Regions from separate parts of the Capra hircus genome. Here region 2 is linked to region 1. A link is a contact called in public Hi-C data. All regions are on one chromosome and are shown on one strand. The core of a region is the stretch at or near the end of the contact, and the rest is flanking DNA. Distances in the headings are between cores, read along the strand shown.

Region 1 (7,141 bases), core at 2,773-5,272:
CAATCTAATTTATTATTTCCCAAGTAAATATTTATTGAGTGTATTTATTGGGCTTCCCAGGTAGTGGTAAAGAATCCGCCTGCCAATGCAGGAGATACAACAAGAGACGGGTTCAATCCCTGAGTCAGGAAGATCCCCCAGAGCAGGAAATGGAGACTCGCTCCAGTATTCTTCTCTAGAAAATTCCATGGACCAAGGAGTCCATGGGGCCAATAGAGTCGGACATGACTGAGCAACTAAACACAAACACACACGCATATAGTTAATGTGGAAATAGTGGGGAACAAACTAAGCAGAACAGATGATGTCGTCACCCAAAATAAAGAAAGCTTATGCATAAGTCTTTCTTATCCTTCCCAGATCAGTAGACAAACAGTTCACTCTCATACTTTAAAACCAATGATCCACTTTTTGTTCTATGTACCTGGACTATACCACTCCTAAAACAAGTTCACTCTTTCCTCACCCTCATTCAATAACTACATTCTGCTTTAGAAACTACTCCCAGTAGCCAGACTTCACTCTTGGACAGCCTCCCTGACCAGTTCACCAAGCTTTCTTCCTTAAGAGTCAGTCAGATCCTGAAATCCCATCTCCTCTCCCAAGAAGTCTTAGCTTGAAAGTCAAGTTAATCTCTTTAGCTCCACCCAGTTTGTAACTCCACAACTCCCTCTCTCAATTTCTTAGAATTTTACTCACAGGTCAATTTCATTTATTTATGTGGGTAATCAGCATATTAACTACTGCCCTCATTGGTCTGTGTAAGTGCTGTTCTTAAATAAAAGCTACCAAATAAAACTCCACGTACTTAATTTGGAGCTAGCACTGAAAATGCCAGGTACTTATTGCTTTTGTAAAAATGATTTTACATTAAATTCAACCTGATTTGTGAAATTTATAAAACCTCCCAACCTCGAAAGCATTAGGTTAGAGAAGCCAGACACAAATGACCTCATACTGCACGATTGCATTTCCATTTAATTCTAAGAAAAACTAGTAATGGGAAGTAAATCAGCAAGGGCCAAGGTGAAGAGATGAAAATATATGCGAAAGGAAAGAAATTTAAAATTCTTAGCCCAACACAAATTTTTTTATTCTGTGACGAAAAAAGATAGTATTTTAATCAAGGTTTTTCATTTTTCCACAGCAAGGTTTAATGGATGAGAACCATTAAAAATCTCAAATCTGATCATCTCAGATTTCACATTAATCTTTATCTTGTAAGAACCTGGTATTTTCTTCCTAATAATTTATTCTGACTTCCAACCAATAGAAAATTGTATCATTCAATTTCTCCATTAAAAATGTTTATGACCATTGAAAATTTTTTTAAGGATAGTGTCTCTCTGGTTTTCACATCAGAATAAAGATTTGAAGAATAAAAGCTAGGATAGTAAAAGAGGCTACAGTAAATACCATTCCAGTTATATATGTGGATCCACTGTATCTGGATCTTTTTGCAAACGTTATTAAATAATTGTTGGAAAAGGGCTGGGTCTTAAACTGTGTTTTAGTCTCTATCCTAGAAAGATATTCTTTAATCTTAAAAGTCGAACTTTTCTAAAATCCTTTAATAATTTAAAAGGACCCAATGTCTTCATCTGGTCATCATCTATCCTTATTACTATTTGCCTTCACCTATATCCCATCTCCAAAAAAAGCTACAATTTCCCAGATGTGAAGAGTTACTGACCAAGTAACTCAACAGGTTAAAGTTACTTGTCAAACTGCGGTTACATGATTAAGCTTCCTTTTAATACAACTGAGTCAATTTCAACATAGTGTTGCTCAAACTGCCTTTGTCATTTCCCACAAAATTTCGTACACAGACTGAAATGCAACAAACATTACCATTCTTTACAGGGTTAATTAACACTTCTGGAAAGGACTATGAGAGATTTTGCATAGTAAACTTAATTTCACATCTCATCTGCTGCAGAGATCACAAACAGGCTGTCACTATACCATCTCTTTCCTTGAACCTCACCACTTCCTGCGTCTTTATTCTAGGCTTTTCAAAGGTTTAATCAACTCGGAGCTGCCAAAGACGGAATCCAGGAAGCATAACTTATGAACCCAAGCAGTGAAAAGGGCAGGAATATGTGCTTGAGTCACGTCGTTCCGCCATTTTCTAAGCGGAGGAGGAAGACATGTTGGAACAAAAACACAACAAAAGAGCAGCCATTTCCCAAGCCAGCTCCAATAGCAACCCGAACTGGCCCAGCCCGGTCACTTCGGCACCCTCAAATCCACTTCGCTGGACAAACCTAAGGGAACAGCTGAGGTGAAAGAAAGCAGTAGGCAACCCTTCCGCGTTGGGATCAAAGATGGCCCGCATACTCTTCACTGCAAATGAAAGAAAGCCTCGGGAAGAATGACGGAAGCTAAACGGAGCAGAGTGTTAACAAACTGAAATCCTAAACTAAGTTGGCAAACTAAAATCTACTGTGATTGTGGTGACTTACGCTTCACCGGAAACCCAGGTAGCGCAAATGCCAAGAGCCGGATTCAGCTGGTCCCATTGCCTGCCTCTTACACATTTTCTCCCATTCTGTACTTCCCTCAGAAGATTGCCTGTTTGCTCAAGGATTCTTACCGTATGTGGGGGATGCCAACCCCACCTTGAAGAATCTTATAGAGTTTGCTCTCGTACAGCAACTGGGGATGCCTGGCCTTCTGGGATTCTAGCTTCACTGCCACCTCCTGCAGGGGAAAGAGGGGATGATGGCATCAACATCCTTATGGATTCAATGTCACTTGGCAAAAGAGGGGGAAACATGTGCACATCTCCAACTCTCGGCTAGAAGGTGGTGAGAGGCTGGGAAGAGAAAGATCTCTGTAATTATAAAACGAGGCAACCAGCCTCAAAGGCCTCTTCAGGGGGCAGTGACGAAAGCGGCACGTCCTCTAAAGTATAAGAAAATGATTCATCCAGAAAACGTAATGAGGGTTATGAAGAAACCAGGCGATCGGTAGCTGGCCTAATGGGAACAAGAACCCCAGTCAACTAAAAATATAGGAAGAAAACGAGGGGACCCCAGAAATAGGATTTTGCCGTTCTCACCTTAAACAACGGTTTTTTAAAAGTTCGATTAAGGTGTATTTTTAACAAGCTAGGAAACTTCCTAGTACACCCAACCTTTCTCTCGGGTTCTTTCCTTTTAGGGAAAGAGAGCGGGGGAGGTTCCTAAGACAGGAAAACTGGCTCCCTCTGGACTTCCCAGTGCGTGAGTGCGGTGGGAAAAGGCCCGAGCAGTTCGCGGGGCGGAGGAGTGAGGACAGGCGCAGCGTAGTCGTGAACCCCACCCCAGGTGATTACCTCGCCGTTGGTGATGTTGATCGCCAAATAAATGTCCCCGAAGGAGCCAGACCCGATCTTCCGTACCAGTTTATACTTCCCTCCGACAATGAATTCGGCCTTGGAGCCGCTGCTGCTCGCCATCCTGAGAGACGAAGATGGAGGCTGGGGCTAAGCCCCGACACCTCTAAGGGGAGGATGGAGGCCTCTAGGGCTCGACCACGGAAAGGCTGTGGAGAGCGGCAGGCAACAGAAAACGATGGCTCTTTTTCGGCGTTACAGGGCCCAGAATCGGCCAAGGGGAACCTGATCACCGCTGCTGTCAGGTTTTTTGGCCAGGCCGCAGATTGTTGAAGGAGTTCTCGCGGTTACTAGGCTGAGCCACTTGTTTCTGGCGGCCGCCGCTGCCTCGCTTTCCCGGCGACGCCGCGGGCTGGAAAAGGAGAGCGGTGAAGCTAGGGCGGCGATACCGCTGCCACCACTGCCGCCGGCTCCCGCCCGGAGGGACCCCTGTCACTCCGCCGACGCCGCCATCTTGTTACTCCGGCTCCAACCAACACAAAATGCCCCCAGTCCCCGGGAGCCGCTTCTTCACAGCGCAGAGCACTGTGGGAAAGGGATCGCGAGCGCTAGCCCCGGAGGGTCGACAGCAAGAAGGAGGGCGGAACCGGATCCGTGAGAGTCGCGGCCCACGCTCTGAACGTCACTCCGTCACCGCCCAATTGCGCACGCGTACTGCCACCCTGCTTACTGCGCAAGCGTGCCGTGGTCTCTTCTAATCCCCGCCCGGGGCCCATTTCCACTTCCGGTCGTCGACTGTTGCACTGTGAGCTACCTGTTAGTCACGTCAGACCCGCCTGGTTTCTGAAAGGCTTCGCGGCCCCAGGCCTAGAGAGCATATTAGGGAGGAGTCACCTTCATTTTTCTTGGAAGATGGTGCGTCAGGCCTTAAGAGTTGGGTGTTGACCTTTGCTCTTTGTTTGAGGCGCTTTTTAACCTTTTGATCTTTACTGGGGCTACTCCCCCCAACCGGCCCATTCCAGTTCAGTATCTCTTTTGAAAGAGGCTGTCGCCTCTGGTGGAAAGAAAGAGAAAAGCAGGCCTGTACGGGCTGGATTAGTTCAGGGCTCGGTGTTTTAGCAGTCTAGCTGAGGAGTCTTACTAGAATTCTGCGCTTCAGGGAGTGTTGGATTCCCTATTTTAACAGAGAGGAAAAGAGGGAAAGCAGGAATTAACCCTGCACCTGTAAGTCTTTGTGTTGTTTACCCACTGATACTTGATACCCAAGGCAGGGGAGAAATCCGAGTAATGTTAGTGGCCAATATATAGTCAATAGAAAATAAGATTTAGAGCCGTGAAAAAACTTGCACATACAAAAGTTACCCTCTTCGCAACCCCCACCCCGACAAAGAAACGTGGAAAAATCGTATCTTGGTCTTGTTGAAAACTGCAGTCTTGACCCAAAAACATTCGGTAGAAAGAACTTCATTATAGAACTGTGTTCAAAACTTTACACAATAAATTTTTTTTTTTTACTAAAAATTGGTCAGAGAATCAAATCTTGAGCACAATTTCGTTTAGAAAAATTTGAACTGGGAAAATTGGGCTTGGTAGTAATGATAATCTGAAAAGAAAGCTGCATGATGGTGTTTCATTTGCAATATGAATCAAGCCCTGATGGATGAGTGAATCAAAGCCTCAGTTGTGAAAACTTACATAGAAAATCCATCCCAAATAAGATAATTTTGTAAAACCTGACTAAAATGTAGACTTAGTTGTAGCCTCGATAGCTGATCAAGTAGTAATAGGGTTCATCCTGAAAGATATCTTAAGTGGAATTCCTACATGGTACTTTATTTCTGGCTTAAATATTTGTATTCATAAATCTCTGACCTAAATGTCTTGAATTTGATAACGGAGAAAACACTAAGGTTTAACGTGAAGTTTTTGCACTAACAAAACCCAAGCCACCTGACTCCCAAATCAGCACTGTTGGACAGCCTCCTTTGGTGATTCTAAGTGTGTCTGGCCTACTTTAAATTCTCTGCTGTCAGGATTCTGGTGTTTGTTTGCTCTTAAGTCAAGTTTAAGCATCCTGAATTTTTCAAGTTTCCAAAGATAGCTATTATTCTGCTGATTTTTTTTTACCACAGCCATCCAAAATTTAATGGATTCCTCAGCTTGAAGAATTCCCTATATAAGGGGTGGGGTATACATATAAAGAAATCCCCCCCCCCCCAGTAGTGAGGACACAAATGCTCAGCTGTGGGTTAGGGTATAAGGGTATGTGTGAAGTGGACTAAATTAGGGATACCTAGAGGTCTCTGTGTGGACAGGGGCAAATCTAACAAAGTTTTTCATGAGATACCTAGAAAAGAGCAGGATAATGCATATTTTCATTTATCTAATTTCAAGTTATGCTTCTGAGATTTTACCTTCTTATGTATGTGTTGTTAAAGTGCCCTTTTATAAAATGGTCCTGATGGTAGATGGTTGTTTCGTTAATATCCTTGTTTGGCAAAACTAAATGTTCACACTTTATGTCTGCCTTACCCCACCCCCTTTTTAAAACTTTATAAGCTTTTGAAATGCCATACTCTGGGACTCCCTAGTCTAAATAACTTTTAGAAGCCCTTTCACCTGGAGAGTCGTATTTTATGTGTATATTTGGTGTGTCTCCTGACTTGTTGCCTGCCTTCTGTAATCACTATTCCAACATTGACACTATCCAGCAAAATGTACTAAAATATTGCCAGTGATTATAGCCTTTTCAGATGTGATTCCTTTTTTTTTTTTTCAGATGTGATTTCAATTGAAAATCTTAAGATTTAAATTTATTAGGTTAAGAAGGGCAAAAGTTGGGGTTTTTAATGTAGAAATGGAAGTTTTAGGTGTTGGCTACAAATTCAGCCTTCTTATAAAATGAAAGTGTTGTTTGTGGTAACTTTCAGTCTCAGTAATTGAAGGATTACCTGTTTGGGTGCTATTTTAGTTACAAATAAATCATTCTTTTGTTTTGAATCAGTAACAGTTTTAGTGTAATGGAGGAAGTCTTCTACAATGTGCCAAAATGTAATTCCTAACTCCTGGGTCAACTGAATTCACCAAAAATATAGTGTAAAGTGGGCTTCCCTGGTGGCTCGGACAGTAAAGAATTTGCCTGCAATGCAGGAGACCCAGGTTCAATCCCTGGGTTGGGAAGATCCCCTGGAGAAGGGAATGGCAACCCACTCCAGTATTCTTGCCCGGAGAATTTCATGGACAGAAGAACCTGGTGGGCTACTGTCCATGTGGTCACAAAGAGTCAGACACCACTAAGTGACATCACTTTCACGTTTTCATAATTTATTTAAGACCTTGAATGAAATTTTTGAGATCACCTATTTCAATAATCTTTTTTTTGTTTGTTTGTTTGCGCATGCCATGAGTGGGACCTTAGTTCCCTGACCAGGGATCAAACCTGTGCCTCCTACAGTGGAAGCATGAAGTCCTAACCACTGGACAACCAGCTAATTCCCAATAGTCATACTTTTAAATGTTTTGCAGTCTACACAGTGCTTTCACACATATTAGTTGTGCCCAACTAGGATAAAGTGGCTTGCCCCAAATTGTACAGATCTTAGTGGCAAAGGAAGGATTAGAACCCCAACCTCTAACTGAAAGAAAAGAATTGAAAGGGTAGAAGGTGAATTGGGACAATCATGCCCTGGTGATTTACTTCTGTTTTCAGAGAGATGTCCAAATAAATTGAAAACTTTTTAAAACCACAATGTTTATGCAAAGAAAGGTCACTGGTAACCAGAGTATGTTTTAAGTAAAGTGATAAAGATAAGCATAAGAGGT
Region 2 (7,141 bases), core at 3,393-5,892, 70 kb before region 1:
GCAACTGTTGTCACGAGCCTCTGAATCAAGACTGGCCAGTTTCCTGACCCAATATGAGGCTAAAATACCCACCCTATTACCTACCCTGTAGCATCCTAACCAGGTGACTGGTTATCCTAATGCCACCATTCTGGTAGGAATTTTCTCTGTCTTGAGACTATAAAAACTGGCTGCTAGCCTGCCAAAGGGTTCTGCTCCCCTCTGAGCCAGCACACTGTTCTAACAGCGTTTCCCACTCCAATAAACTTTATTCTCCTCTCATTCTGCCTCATGTCTGGAAACTTTTTTCCAACCTGCACATGGACCACAACAAACTACAGAACATTTCATTACCTCAAGGAAAGCAATTTTGTAGGTTGCTGAGCTCATGGGTTCCTGGTGAGAGGCTTCCAAATATCGAGTCAGCACTCAGCATGGAGGAGAGAGAGGCAGCTCCCTCTCTGATACAGCATTTCTGTGATCCTTTCTGCCTTCCCTTAGCAGTCTTAGCCTGTCCTATTCTATTCAGATACCCACTTTGGGTCAAAAGTAAGGGTTTGGACCTTAGTTACAGTGATACAAGGTCAAGAATCACAAGCTTATGGGCTTTTGGAACTGAAGGATATCAGAAACATGCTGATTGCTCCTCAATCTCGATTCCCTCCTTCCGCTAAAGGATTTATTAGCTAGAACCATGGCTACCTAAGGGGCTTCACCTTAGAGACACAGGTTTGATCCGTGGGTCAGGAAGATCCCCTGGAGAAGGGTATGGCAATTCACTCCAGTATTCCTGCCTGGAGAATCTCCATGGGCAGAGAAACCTGGTGGGCTACAGTCCACAGGGTGGCAAAGAGTCAGGCACGACTGAAGCGACTTAACACAACGGGCTTCCCAGGGGCCTTAGTGGTCTGCCTGCCAAAGCAGGAGACGCAGGAGACGCCAGTCTGGAGGAGGAAATGGCAATCCACTCCAGCATTCTTGGAGTGGAAAATTCCATGGACAGAGGAGCCAGATGGGCTACAGTCCCTAGGGTCGCAAAATCGGCCATGACTGAGTACACGTGCTCACGCTAATGGCTACCAAAAATAAAGACTACGTTCCATTTCCCATGCCCCTCTGCCACTAGGTGCGCCATGTAACTAAGTTCTGCCAGGAAGACGTGGTGCTTCTGAGTCTTCCTTTGCTTCTCCCTTCTTTGTCTGCTCAGCTCTCTGTCTCTGTCCCTTCAGTCTTGCTTCCTGGAAGGTGGGTGTGACGGCCACCTGTTTGTACCACTAGGGTGAGTGCTGCATCACAGGGAGGTGGACGTGAACGAGCTAGGAGAGCCACCACGGCCCTGGTCGTCCTGTCTTTATATTTTCCACTTTATACTTTTATGAGAGAGAGAAATAAGCATCCATCTTGGGAAGCCATTGTTTTGAACTTGTTTCCTATAGTCGGATCAATTCCTAATGGATGGCATTATCTCTTCCAAATTTTCCATATCCTCCACCACACCCTCAAGAATACCATCTTTCCATCCAAGGCTTGAATCCATTCCTTAAAGGATTAGGACAGCTCACATAATTACTACCTCTCGAAGTCATTTCATCTTTAGAACTGAATTGTTAGGAATGTGTTAGAAAATTCTCCCTCATCTTCATTCATTCAGTCTGCATGCAGCCAATTTTCTCCCTCAGGAGGGTCAACCAGAGTCCTGCTGACAGTGCTCACAAGGGCCCAGAGCTTCTATTCCTGACTCCCTCCTTTCCTCCAGGATCTGCCCGTGTTCAGTGTATCCCTTATGCCATTTCCCAGAGCCCCATGAGAAAAGAGACCCAGTGTCCGCAGCTTCCCCGCACATAGGTGAGGCTTCAGGTTTGCAAGCAGCTTTTGATTCTGCGATGCAATGTATTATATATCAATGAAGTTTGAGACATTTGGAATATGTGATAAGAATTCCTTCTATTTGCATAGCAGCTTACATACTTGCTCCCACATTCTTTTTGTTTTTTCCACATTCTCATTTTATTACTATTATTGGTACTACTATTAGTAATAATAATAATGTTCCCATTATAGAAATGTAAAGAAATATGTAAAATGTAGCATGCAAGTGCAAAGTTAGGAACAAAGGGATAAAGAAAAACAGAAGAATGGATTACAAAATATAATCAGACAATAGCTATAAATCATATATACACAGGGCATAACTAGATACTTTGCTACCATTTATTGAGTACTTATTCTTCATAAGGCCCTGGAATAAGCTATGTAATTAAATCCTCGTGAGTATCTTGTAAGTTAGATATTTTGGCTAATTTAAGATGATGACAATGAGCCTCGGGGAGGTTAAGGGTCCTTTTTACGGTCCAGGGGCTCTAATGGTGAAGTTAACACCTTGGTCTGCATGTCCCCTACTGAGTCTTTCCTCCTCACTCCTTCAGACAGACCAGTCCTGCAGCCTGGAATGCTCTCTTCTGCCCCTTTCTTGATGACATGGGCACCATCTCTTCCCCCGCATCTCAGCTTCAATGTCACCTCCAGGAAAAAGACTTCCCTGCCCACCACCCGCCATCTCTCACCACTCTGATAGTTTATTCATATGGAGTCTTCTCCTTCTCAACACACTTAAGTGTCTGGTCAATGCCTATCTCCGTCGCTGGTGCCGGGGATTGCATCTGTCTTGCTTGCTGCTGGTTTGTTGGCACCTAGAACAGAATGTGGCACATTCCGTGCTGAGATCTTGGTGAATGAATGGCAGCCTGGGCTCACAGCCCCCAAATCACCCTGCCTCCCCAGGACTTTCCACTGACCCCTGGGCCTGAAGGGGCTCTCAGAGCTTACCTAGTCCTACCCCTGCATAAGAGAAAGGGGAAACTGAGGCCAGAGAGGGAAAGGCACCTGTGAGGGCTCCACAGTGGTTAGACACACAGCTAGGGGAGAGCAGGGTCCTGGTTCCAGGGCAAGGACCAGAAGCCAGTGGGTGGCCCCGACTGGCCCAGTTTTCTATTTGTGGAAGGATAAAGTGATGCGGGATAGTCCTGAAAAGTGGCTGGTGGGAGGTGCTGCCTAGAACCATGTGGCCAGCCTGGGAAGGAGGCAGAAGGTCCTGCTGGTCTGGATGGGAAGGAATCCAGCAGGGGCCTTGCTGGGTTTCCTCTCAGCAAGGGGGGAAGTAAACACATTCCTTGGCCATGCAGGCATGCCCCGGCTCCAACCGCCCCACCAGCTGCCAGGGCCTTGGGTCCAGTGGTCTGCTGCCCTTTGGAGGAAAGGGCCTGGAGAAGGTGTGTGACTCACCAGGGTCAGAGATGTGTGTGGTGGCTGGTACCCTGTGCCAAGCTGCCTCCTGCCCCCGGGGTACAAAGATGAGAAGAACATTGTGTCCCTCTCCCCATCCTGCTCCTGCAGAAGCCCAGGGACCCCTGGGCCAGCTCCCAGCCAGGACAGTGAGGAGGCCGACAAGTCAGGAGTGGCTACAGGAGCGCTGGGTCCTGCCTTACTGTGCTCATGTCCGTGTGCTCAGTTGCCTCAGTCATGTCTGACTCTGCAACCCCGTGGGCTGTAACCAGCCAGGCTCCTCAGTCCATGGGATTCTCCAGGCAAGAATACTAGGGTGGGTTGCCATTCCCTTCTCCGAGGGATCTTCCCAACCCAGAGATAAAACCCACATCTCCTGGAGTTCCTGAGGAGCGGGCAGTTTCTTTACCACTGGCTAGTGGTAAAGAAAAAAGCTCCCTCTTACTGTACAGATGGGGAAACCGAGGCCCAGAAGGGCAGGGGCTTGCTCCAAGAGCCGCAGCAAGGTGGTAGCTAAGCCAAGACCAGAACCCAGGTCCCGAGGACAATGGTGTCATGTCACTGAAGCCAGGACTCAGGCTGCTACCTCTACCTCCTCCTCCACCCCCCGCCCACCCCCCTTCTCCCTTCAGCTCTGTCAGACTCTTTTACACATGCTGATTTCTTCTGCGCAGAATTCCCTCCTTGAACTGTCTGGGCTGGGCAGACTGTTACCTGTACCTCAGCACCATTCTGTGCTTTCCCGGCACACAGACCAGCTGCCCTGGGGGCAGGGTGCTCCCTGCAGCAGCAGCAGCAGCAGCTGTCCTCGGAAGCCAGTGCCAGGGCTGCAAGCACAGCAGCTGTGAAACCTGGTTCTTGGCAGCAACCAGCAATGATTCACAGGGAGTGGGAAGACAGGAAGGCTTGGGTGTCACCCTATGTAATAAGTCTGATGTCAGGAAAAAGAGCCTGGGGTTCGGATCGGGAGAACCGGCCTGCTTCTCTCTCCAAGCTGTAGGATCTGGTGGAGGCTCTTCAATCCCCTGGAGAGGAATCACTGAGGCTCAGACTCCCGGGTCTGGAATCGGAACCACAGGGCAGCTATTAACCCTTCTGTCAGATCCAGTTGGTAGATAATAGCTCTGGATGGTGCACTGTGTTGAGGAGGATTCAGAGGGAGGAAATCTGATGGTTGTTGTTCAGTCGCTCAGTTGTGTCTGACTTTTTGCCACCCCTTGGACTGCAGCACCCCAGGCTTCCTTTCACTATCTCCTGCAGTTTGCTCACATTCATGTCCATTGAGTCGGTGATGCCATCCAACCATCTCCTCTGATGGGAGACCTGTCATTATTTGATACCCCTGCGCTGGGATCTCTCTAAGGGCCCTTCCTCCCTGATGAACAGACTGCTGTGATCAGAATCAGCAGCTGTCCAAGCTTTGGCAGGGCCCCAGCACAGGCAACAAGGCCTTTGGTCAACAGAAACACACACACACACACACACACACACACACACACACACACACACACACACACACACACACACACACACACACACACACACACACACACACACACACACACACACACACACACACACACACACACACACACACACACACACGAGATAGGGGCCCTTCCCAGGCAAGTGGCTCCAGCTGTGGGCTCCAACCCTCTCCCTTCTGTTGGCCCCAGATAAACATTCCTTCCAGCTTTGCCTGCTGAGCTGCTGCTGGCTTATTCATGCCAGATCAGCACAGCCCAGATCTCAGCAGAGTATCAGGCTAAGCTGCTTCCTGGGAAGGGCTGAGGGTTCTGGGCTTGGAAAGAGAAGGGAAGAGGGCTGGGAGGCTGAAGTCCAGTCCCTGGGCTGATAAGCAGCCTTGGACGTTGCCCTAAGAATTTCCTGTTGTTGCTTCCTTCTTCCTCATAATTGTAGCTCCAGTCTCTCGTCTAGCAACCTAGCATCTGATCGCCATTGCAGACTCAGAGGCCTTTTGTAGGTCAGGGACCTGGGTTTGCTGTACGGCCCTGGGCTGGTGTGTGCCTTAGTTTTCTCATCTGTAGAATGGGGGAAATAATACTGAATGCATTCTGATAGGTGATAGCTAAGGGATTGTACTGGGTTGAATAGTGTCCCCTTAAAATTTACACCCACGGGAAGCTGTGAATTTGACCTTACTTGAAAATAGAGTCCTGGCAGATGTGATCAAGAGGGCATAGTGCAGTAGGGTTGCCCTAAATCTATTGTGACTGCTGTCCTTATGGGAGATTTGGACGCAGAGACGAAACACAAATGCCCACAGAAAGAAGGCTGTGTGAAGACAGAGCCGAGATTGGAGTGCTACGGCCACAAGCCAGAGAGTGCCAGAAGCTACCAAGTTGGAAGAGGCGAGGAAGACTTCTCCCGGGGCCTTTGGAGAGGGCATGGCCCACCTGATACCTGGATTTTGGGCTTCCGGCCTTGGGAGTTGTGAGAAAACAAATTCCTGTTGTTTCAAGTCACCAGTTTGTGGTAATTTGTTATAGCAGCCCTACGAAATGCCTAAAGGGATGTCTATATGCATGTGTCTGCCACACAGTGGCCACTCAGGAGAAGGACTCCCACCCCCACGTGGCTCCTGGTGATGTTAGTGCTTCTTCTTCCTAACCCTGACCCTAAACCTTATCCCTAACCCTGAATGCCTCCCTCTCCTTGAGCACGGGCTCTGCCAGCACCTGCCAGCCAGGCTGGGTGGGAGGGCAGAGCAGTACTAGATGTGTGGGCATGATATCAACCTCACCAGGGCTGGCTGAGACCAGGCCGAGAAAAGACCAGTTTCCCCACAGCGTGGAGGTCAGAAGTGGGCAGGAGTCCCCAGCAGCCACTGAATCCTAGACTCTATGCTCCGTGGGGGCAGGAGGCAAATCTACTTGGTACCCTCAGCACCTGGCACAGGGCCTAACACTTAGTAGCCCTACTATGTGCCCATCCTACTTTAATCCCTCACCGCATCCTTGTCAGGGGCCCTCACTGCCCCCCTTTTACAGCTGAGAAAACTGAGGCACCGGTAGTTTACATGAATTAGTCAAAGTCTTACCGTTGGTAAGTGGTATATCCAGGGAATCTGGCTGAAAGCCCAGCCTCTTATCTGTTCATCTTCAATATTTATTGAAATAATGAAAGGCTAGAGCCAGGCTGCCAGAGAAGGCAATGGCACCCCACTCCAGTACTCTTGCCTGGAAAATCCCACGGATGGAGGAGCCTAGATGGCTGCAGTCCGTAGGGTCGCTGAGGGTCGGACATGACTGAGAGACTTCACTTTCACTTTTCACTTTCATGCACTAGAGAAGGAAATGGCGACCCACTCCAGTGTTCTTGCCTGGAGAATCCCAGGGACGGCGGAGCCTGGTGGGCTGCCATCTATGGGGTCGCACAGAGTTGAACACGACTGAAGTGACTTAGCAGCTTAGCAGCAGAGTCAGGCTGCAGCCTTTGATGAGTTCACACATGTTCTCTTATGGCCCAATTCCCCACCCCCAAGAGAGATTTACTAGACCCTGGGAGCGAGAGGTGGTGCACAGAGAGTGTGCTCTGCCCACAGTGGCCCAGGAATGTGTCTGGCATGAGTTCTAATGGAAGTTGGCTGTCACTTGAATCAACCCACCCAGGATCTGCCCTCTGGAGCCCACCCTGACAAGCCATCCCTAGCAGAAAGAAAAGCCCCTTTGGTCAGAAACAGATTGAGCGGGTTGGAGGGACCTGACTGTTTTCTTTCTCTCTTTCTTTCTTGCTGTGCTGGGTCTTGGTTGCTGCGCATGGGTTTTCTCAGGTTGTGTCAAGCAGGGGCTGCTCTTCGTTGCGGTGCACGGGCTTCTCGTGGTGGCGTCTTCTCTTGTGGAGCGCAGGCCTTAGGTGC

What was found. Hi-C and Micro-C count contacts between places; a contact is called where the count stands out from the background.
Region 2: a contact with region 1 is called in a Hi-C map of liver, with 2.8 times the contacts expected there. The contact joins the enhancer-like site here to the promoter of CSNK1A1 in region 1. A contact is called at or near these places in 3 of 5 Hi-C or Micro-C datasets (blood and liver).

The regions. Positions count from the first base shown.
Region 1 is chr7:49,511,010-49,518,150 of ARS1.2, reverse strand. CSNK1A1 (casein kinase I) reads right to left here and starts at 4,022. Exons shown (of 10, transcript XM_005683156.3): 1 at 3,320-4,022; 2 at 2,597-2,703. The coding sequence starts at 3,442.
Region 2 is chr7:49,581,787-49,588,927 of ARS1.2, reverse strand. No RefSeq gene overlaps it. Among named protein-coding and RNA genes, the nearest start is that of MIR145, 20 kb to the left of the region's middle. Within about 2 kb of position 4,642, at least 5 of the 5 cell types and tissues checked have an H3K27ac peak or open chromatin away from gene starts, as enhancers often do.